Regions from separate parts of the Zea mays genome. Here regions 1 and 3 are each linked to region 2. The links are chromatin contacts, called in public Hi-C maps. All regions are on one chromosome and are shown on one strand. Each heading gives the region's core, a stretch centred on a gene start, on an enhancer-like site or on the middle of the called end of the contact. The rest is flanking DNA. Distances are from core to core; before and after follow the strand shown. Region 1 holds the start of LOC100282965 (nucleotide-binding protein 1). Region 2 holds the start of LOC100279306 (putative regulator of chromosome condensation (RCC1) family protein). Region 3 holds the start of LOC103653730 (very-long-chain 3-oxoacyl-CoA reductase 1-like).

The links. A called contact is a pair of places that touch in the nucleus more often than the background predicts.
Region 1: a Hi-C map of ear shows a contact between it and region 2, with 2.8 times the contacts expected there. The contact joins the promoter of LOC100282965 here to the promoter of LOC100279306 in region 2. A contact is called at or near these places in 3 of 25 Hi-C or Micro-C datasets (ear, leaf and tassel).
Region 3: a contact with region 2 is called in a Hi-C map of endosperm, with 5 times the contacts expected there. The contact joins the promoter of LOC103653730 here to the promoter of LOC100279306 in region 2. A contact is called at or near these places in 3 of 25 Hi-C or Micro-C datasets (ear, endosperm and tassel).

The regions. Positions count from the first base shown.
Region 1 is chr4:137,829,473-137,832,172 of Zm-B73-REFERENCE-NAM-5.0, forward strand. It overlaps LOC100282965 (nucleotide-binding protein 1), which reads right to left and starts at 1,398. Exons shown (of 3, transcript NM_001155870.1): 1 at 1,326-1,398; 2 at 976-1,077. The coding sequence starts at 1,374.
Region 2 is chr4:137,183,975-137,186,674 of Zm-B73-REFERENCE-NAM-5.0, forward strand. LOC100279306 (putative regulator of chromosome condensation (RCC1) family protein) reads right to left here and starts at 1,428. Exons shown (of 5, transcript NM_001152327.1): 1 at 267-1,428; 2 at 1-180. The coding sequence starts at 503.
Region 3 is chr4:137,755,320-137,758,019 of Zm-B73-REFERENCE-NAM-5.0, forward strand. LOC103653730 (very-long-chain 3-oxoacyl-CoA reductase 1-like) reads right to left here and starts at 1,422. Exons shown (of 3, transcript NM_001301522.1): 1 at 27-1,422. The coding sequence starts at 679.

The DNA.
Region 1 (2,700 bases), core at 148-2,647, 650 kb after region 2:
TTGCTTCAACATTTAATTAATTATTAAGTTGATTAGACTGGACGCTGGATAGGTACTTGTCTGGTGAAAAAAATTTATTGGGCAGCTGAAAACTTCAGTTCAACTCCCTTCGTTTTTGGACCTTGAGTGCTCAAAAGGCTATGATTAACAGTAGAATTGACAATAAAGAGCATACTAAAAAGCCTAATCACTAGCAAGAGTTCGCCAACTATAGTTACCATAATCACGCATTATAACAATTTAACAGTGAGGCTTTCCATGTGATCTGTCAATCCCTATAGTGCAGTCAACACAGGTTTGAAGCAACAGAATCTACTGTCTAGCAAACCCCTCAAATAATTGGAACAACATTCAAATATGAAATCTGGATACTCTTCTAATCTTTCTAGCCAAAATCAAAGATCCATCCATGTTTGAACCTTCTTTAGCAGCAGTGGTAGCAGGATGTGGCATCAGAACTACAGCTGCCCCCTGGATGTTACTGCATGTTTGGACCACAATGAATTGCTTTACAGGAACCACATCATCCCAAGCCCCTATCCTTCTTCCTTCAGCCAGTCACATTGTTTTAATACTAATCTGAGTATCTGACAAAGAAACTTACTTTGAACAACCCATATATTCGATTGCATCAACATTCAATCATATAATTGGATCGACCGGGTACATGTTTAGTGCAAATCCAGACTCTTCTATTTGTGCTAAAATTTCTTTGTTTCTGGACCTCGACTGCTCAAAACTACAGGCTAGTTCCTACTAGCACTTGGCCTACACCTATAAACACTTGCAGCTGTCGTAAATCCTCAAATCCAAAAGTCTTACCAAATCCACAACCATTGTAACAAAATGTAAATAAACTAAGCTAATTCTGATTAAAAAACAAAATGATATGATAGAGATAACAGTACATCAGCACCAGAGCAAGTCAAAGAATCGAATGGAATTCAGTAAAAGGACATGAAATGATCCAATTACCGGGATCGGGGCCCTTGGGGGCGGTGGCGCAAATCTGCTGGTTGGGGCACCCAGCGCAGGCATCCGCCTTCCCCGCCTCCTCCGACTGCGTTCCAGGGCAATCTGCCAACACCAAATAAAGAATACTCAAAAACACGAACACCCATGAACTAAGCCTGAGTAAAGCAACCCAGCGATCGAAACAACTTCAAGGTGCCCTCAAATTTCGCAAATGAAACAAGGTTACACCCCTCTTGGTAAGAGACGATCAAACTCCACAAAATCGTGGATGCAGAAAACCGGCCCAAAACGCAAAGAAGAGAAGAGGAAGAACGAGCCCACCAGAAGGCACAGGGGGAACGATTCCTTACGTTCGTTCGCATCGTTGGGAACGTCGCCTTTGCCGCCGCCGTTCTCCATTTCTCCCTCTTTTCCAACTGTTCCTAAACTGGGGTTTGTGTCGTCTCGTGGAGTCGTGGTCTCGGACTCGGTATACGGCGCTGTAGGTGCGCCGAGCCGCCAGCTACTTTGTGTTCGATGCCTGCGCTGCGAACGTGAATGTTCAGTGGGTTTACAAAACTGGTCAGTTTTAGGCTCTCTAAAGACTTTTGTACCCTAAATATAGAGTATTAAACGATCATCTACGCTCCACAACAACGTTCTCTAAACGGTCCTCTAAATTTAGAGGACGCTGCTGGATTCTCTATATATATAGGTCCTCTATCAATTTGAATACTTTAAATAATCGGTTTAGCAAAACTAAAATCTATTACTACTCTATAAGACAGCAAGGAGGGCGTCCACAGTTGTCGTGCCCCCGCTCCCGCACATCGCGCCGCCCCATCTTCCCCGACTGTCGTCCCGCCGCAGAAATCTCGCCTGTCCCTCCCCCCTCGCCCGCACGTGGACCCGCCTCTCCTCGCCGTGATCTCCACTTCTAGCAATGACGTCCGCGCAATCCACTCCCCCCGATCTGCCTCACCTCCATGGAAGTATTCGATCTGCCGCTCCCAAATCTCTCCCTGGAATGTCGATCCGCGTGATCCACTCCCCCGATCTGCCTCACCTACATGAAGTACCCGATTTGTCGCTCCCAATCTCTGCATCGCGTGGACGCCTTCCATGGAGTCTCTGTACGTATGCGCGATTTACTCCCCCTCCCCCGATCTGCCGCTCCCAATATCTCCCTGGAAGACCGATCTGCATGGTGTGGACGCTCCATGGAGTCCCCACCCCGCAACCCCGCTCCGTGCTGTGCGGCGACGCGATCCTTGCCGTCCTTCGCGAGCCAGCGCCGCGCCGGCTCATGGAGTGGGACATCTAGCAGCCGAAGAAGAAGTTCAAGAGGGGCGGCAGACGCTCGTTCGCTGCGTAAGACGATGAGGACTTCAAAGCCGACTCCAGCGATTTGGATTTGGAGCTCACAGAAGGGGCTGACTCCAGAAGGGCTTTCTCCAGAGGTATTAGCTCAAGCTTATTTTCTATGGTGGTATACGTTTTTTTGCGTTTGATTGTTGCAGACGATTAGAATCTACGAGTTGGTTGGGGTGCCGCCGCCACCGCAGGGAACCCCTCGCTGGCGGGTCTGGTCGAGTCTGGTGCGCTTGTACGCGTATCGTGGCGACAGTTTGGCCCTGTCCCGGCGTGGTGGCTGCTAAACTTCATGGAGCTCGAGGACGTGTGGATCCTCGGCACCTCGCACCTCTCCGCGTCCTCCACACCGTCAAACCCGACAACGTCGTCGTC
Region 2 (2,700 bases), core at 178-2,677:
GTACCCAAGAACATGCTTCCAAGAGCCTCCACACCGTTGTTTCAGACACTCCTGATCTTCTTGCTTCATCTGCTTAAACATGGTCCTTTTCTGGCACATATCAAATGCCGCAAGCTCCGGAAGTGACAATGCAAAGTCTGGTGCAAAACTTGCAGGTTTGCCGAAAAATACGCATGTAGCCTGAGGACAGAGAGGCTTAATTCATCAGTAGCAGCGTCAGTTACTAAAACATAAAAGCGCTGAGTGAGTGTGGTTGTATGACTTGCCTCCAGATTGGCGAGATCTTTCGGACCTAGATCACAAGATGAGAGCACATGGAGAACAATGGAGGGGCTCACAGCAAGGGGAAATTCGCCTGGGGATCCATCCCCATAGCAATGGCGCTGTGAACGTTGTATTAATGTTGCCAATGGAGATGAATGGGCGATAGACTCATCAGCATTGCTATGGAATTGCATCACTGGCGAGGTTCCACTAGCAGCAGTGTCCATGGGGCACTGCATGTTGCACTCTACAGATGGATGAGAGCAGAAGCAGAGGACTCGGTCTGATAAGAGAAACAAATGACAGTCCGTCACACTTTCGACAAATAGATTGTGCAGCAAGTGCAGGTTTTACACAAACTGGAAGGAGAACAGCAGCAGCAACAAAGAGTTAGATGATCACATTCATAGCTGCGTTTCATCTAAGTTGCTGTCTGCAGAAGACAGACTGATCATATAGTCTCCCTAACAAATTAGCATCAGAATAAACTACGGCTTAGCAACACAAAGGATGGCAGGAAAATGCATCCGTCATTTAACAATAGATCGCATCCTGAAATCAAGATCGACGCAGATCAGACCTTAACGGAGCGTTTAGCACTCGATCATCCCATACCTCTGAGGAAAAAAAAAGATTTTAAAACATGATGATCCGTGGTCAATAGCGGTATATCGCAACAAAAGCTATGGTTCCACCGAAAAATTCCTACAGTATCACAAAATCCCGTTTTAAAGACATCCAACAGACCGATTCCCCACTCGATCACCAAAAATCCCCATATCCGCTCACCAGTCACCACCATGGCCGCTCCAAACCTTCGAAATCCAGCCAAATCCCCCACAAACCATGAACAAATCTTACCTTCCCCGACAGATCGACCAAGAACGGCGAGAAAATCGATCGGATTCCATCAGATTCCCCCCAAAAGCTCTTATCCCCTCTAAATTCGCACATCAACAGGAAGAAAAAAAAGAGAAGCCGCCCACAAAATCGAAGAAGGGGGAGGGCCGGAACAATCCAGATATAGATATAGGCCCGATCGAGGCATCGTACTAGGATTTATAGGAGGGGTTGGTGGTTCATCCGATCCTCGCCGGCTGCAGCGTTGCAACCTCAGCAACTGGGTGCGCACGGAGCGGCGGCCAAGGTGTCGGGGCTGGGAAGTTAGCTAAGGAAGTAGAAAAGGCACAAGGATGCGTCACTCCCATATTTATAGATGCGTTTGTAGGTGCCACGTCAGCATCCTGCTGCGCCTTCAGAGAATGGAGGCGATGATCATCAGGTTCAGGCCGCATTCGGAGCCTCATCTTTCGTAACTGTTGACAACTGTTGAGGGTTGAGTTTATCTTGTGGTTCAACGCCAACGGCACGAATCTCGGCCATTTCCGCGTAAACGGTTACGATGGACAATCATCGTGATTACTAATAACCCCAACCCCATGCATAAAAAGAGAACTGCGATCAGTCACATTGGCTCAGATTAGTTGCCTGGACATGCGGACTCTCCCAACCAAGCCAAAAGCACATCCTCTAGTTGCATGCGCGGGTACCTAGGAGCGAGGCCACGCTAGTCCACCCAACCAATTAGATGGATTTTAAACCTTCCAAGCGATAGATGACGCAGCAAATATCACGCGTAAATCTACTAACTACCTTAACGAACTAACCGTAGTTCACTTGCATTGAGATTCAAATAAGACCTAGAGACCTAGACCACTTTTGATTTAGTTAAAAAAAACACCATAAAAGGATATGAATATAGTGCCACCTTGATTTTGAAATAAGATATGATCATCCCTAAATATGGAATACATTGTTGATTGAGACATCTTATCTAATAGACAAAAACCAATTCAATACTTTTTTTTACTTTTATGTTATTGTTTATCTCTTGATTCAATGAAGACATCCTAGGCTTCCTAGCTGATCTAGAGTAACTTGACGATGTCTTTGACTCTTTGTCCCGATAGGGTGTCTCTTACTCCTAAATGAGAGCTCTGATGGTTAATTTGCTAACTTATTCGAAAACTAGTCGTTCTTCATCAAGGAAATATGATGGCCATCTTTTGATTGTTTGCTTGTAAGCTTTGTCGCTCTTCGCCGTAAAAGTGTATTAGTTATCTGCCATGTTATTCAGTCTGTAGCGACCCATATGATAGATATTCTTGATAGTATGTGAAAATAATCTTTGAATTAACACAATTTTGGTGGCTGTACTAGGAACGATCGTTTCAGCTCTACTTTTACAGCAAAATTATCTTGCCCTAGCCATATTCTCAATTGATCTATGATCTTATGTTTTCCATCACTATTGCATCTAGTATAAAAGATCGATTGCATCTGGTTCTGACCCCTTTGTTATCTTGCTTGTTGTTTTGTAACTTGTTAGTGTTGCTATTATAAAAATCAGCAAGGTGATTGAATTATTAATTATGA
Region 3 (2,700 bases), core at 172-2,671, 570 kb after region 2:
CGAGAGCAGGAAACCGGGGAACTCACGCTTTGGTGGCGGCGTAGACGGAGTAGAGCGGATCAGAAGGCACGACGGAGGCGGCGCCGGAGCCGATGTTGACAATGGCGCCGCGCTTCCGCTCGACCATGCCTGGCAGCACGGCGTGCGTGACCCGCGTGACGCCCTCGACGTTGACCCGGATGAGGCTGCGCATCAGCTCCTCGTCCACCTCGTGGAAGTAGCGCGCGTACGGGTAGGACAGCCCGGCGTTGTTGACGAGCACGCCGACGTCGAGGCCACGGATGGAGTCCTTGAGCGCCTCGACGCCGGCCGCGAGCCCCTCGCTGGCGAAGTCGAGCACGAAGGTGCGCACCTCGGGGACCTTGGGGTGCTTGGCCCTGATCTCGGCGGCCACGGCGGCCAGCTTCTCCGGGTTGCGGCCGACGAGGACGAGCCCGAGCCCGGCCGCGGCGAGGCGGAACGCGACGGCGCGGCCGATGCCGTCGGTGGCGCCCGTCACGACGGCCCAGGCGCCGTAGCGGCGGCGCAGGGGCTTCCCCGGGCGGAGGAACGCGGCGTAGACCCAGAGCGCGAAGCGGGCAGCGGCGCGGACGGCCACGAGCAGGCCCACGGCGGCCAGCACCAGCGCCCAAGCCGGCTGCGCGCGGAGGAACTCGACGTGGGCGCACGTGCCGGCCATGGCGCCGTCTGATTCGTGTAGCTGGTCGATGCGGTGCGGTGTCGAGCTTTGGACGGGACTTATTAGTAACGGGGATGGGCTTTCTCTGGTGGTGGGTGGAACTGGTGTACCAAGACTAACCGAACACGAACAGAAATTCTCTCTCGTTGGTAGAGTTCGTATCGACGGACAGATTTCAAATTGGATTTTTAAGAAGTTCTGGTGGTGGTAGTTTTATTAGAAATGTATATAGGTCCGGTGTAGCAAAGAATGCGAGTCAAAGTAGCAAGCAACCTTTGAATGGATGGATCGCAGGTTTACAACAACATGGCCTGGGGGTTTCAAAACGAAGTACCCACACTCTTTGGACACGTCAAACTCATCGACGTGTTTGGTAGGCTCACCGGCACCGCCCAGTGTTTTGCAGACGAACCGTGGCCTGCGAGCTGCGAAGACAGCAGCAGCGGCAGAGATGCAGACGCAGCCACGCAGGTAGGGCTGAACTGGCTGGCATCAGGCATCCGGATTCCGGAGGCCGGAGCAGGTGCACACCAGAGGCAAACCGAGTCCACGGCGGTGCACCGGGCGCAACTTGGCTCTGATGTAGTTACTGTGGAGAGTCTTGACGACGATGGGGACGGCGGTGCTGGCAGGCAGTGGCGGCCTGCATGACGGGTGCCCAGCTCGCTGCCCATCGAGCCGAGGCGCGCCAGCGAGGAGTGGCGCCGTGCCGGACACTGGCAGCATTAACGCACGCGCGGCTGGCGCTGGCGGTCAGGTGGGGAGGAGGGATTAAGGTCGAACAAATAAGCCTAGTTCGGGTGTCCCCATCTAGGCCGGATATGTCTGGATTGGGGACAAATTCAGATTAGCACAATAAAATTTTTAGGTCTAAAACTTCTCATGTTCGGTTAAGTTCATTAAAATTCTAGCCCATAGATTTAAATTTTTTTCGAGCAGGTTATGGATTAGAGCCATGTTATGAAGGGTCTAGAAAAAAATCCGAGGTAAGCGACAAATACAAGCAGTGGATTGGCGGCGGCGGAGAACATGAGGTGCAGACGAGCGGCAGCTGCGCCGGCGACATCCTCCCCGCCACCGGATTGGCGGCAGCGGAGAAGACGAGGTGCATACGAGCGGCAGCTGCGGCAGCTGTGCCAGCGATATCCTCCCCGCCATCGGCAACCTCTACTATGCTAGCAGCCTTCTTTCCGGTTGGTCTCTCTTTTGTTAGATAGGGTTCTTGGGTCGAGTTTGTTCGCTCGTGCGACATGCGTGTGTGCCGCTCGCTCCCCACCTCGCGCGACGTTTCTTAGGTTGAGTCCATTTGCATTGCCTGCTTCTTAGCGCTTGTCAGCATTCTTCTGCTTACAGCCTCCATGCAGGGGTGCACCGTCGGCAGCGATGACCTGCTTCTTACCAGATTGGCGGCTCGTGCTCCCATGAAAATGCCATCGTGCTGTTGCCGGACTTGGACGCCGCCACCTCTTCCAGATTCATGTCGTTGGTCGTGAGCGAGAGATGCAACAGGACTCTTGGAGTTTTATAGCAACAGCAGAAGGAGGAGGTTGGCATGGTGGGCAGTAGGGATAGCAGTATTTCTTTACTCTGAAGAAGGGCACACACCTCCTGAAATGCTAGTCTAATGCATTTTTTGTGGCTAACTGAGTGTCAAATAGTACAGGCACCTGAATTTTTCTGGTTGTAGTTTGTTTGATAAGGTAGCACACTATTCTGAACTTTTAATTTGATAAAGTTACCACCAGTTTAATTATCTAACAACTTGTTTTTCAAATTGTCCCTGCTCTAGTAAGAGTCGGCGAGGACGAGCATCCCCCATCCTGGGTGCTAGTGCTTGACCCATGTTTTCTAAGTACCAACCAAAACCTAAAGAAATTGAATTATATGACATGCGTAACTAGCTCTAGTAATTAGTTTTCCTTATGCCTCTTGATGCTTCTTTTAGCTTTGCTATGGACATGAGCAACAGAGATCACATTAGGAGGGAGGAGGATGATGACTACATCTTCCTTTTGATTCTC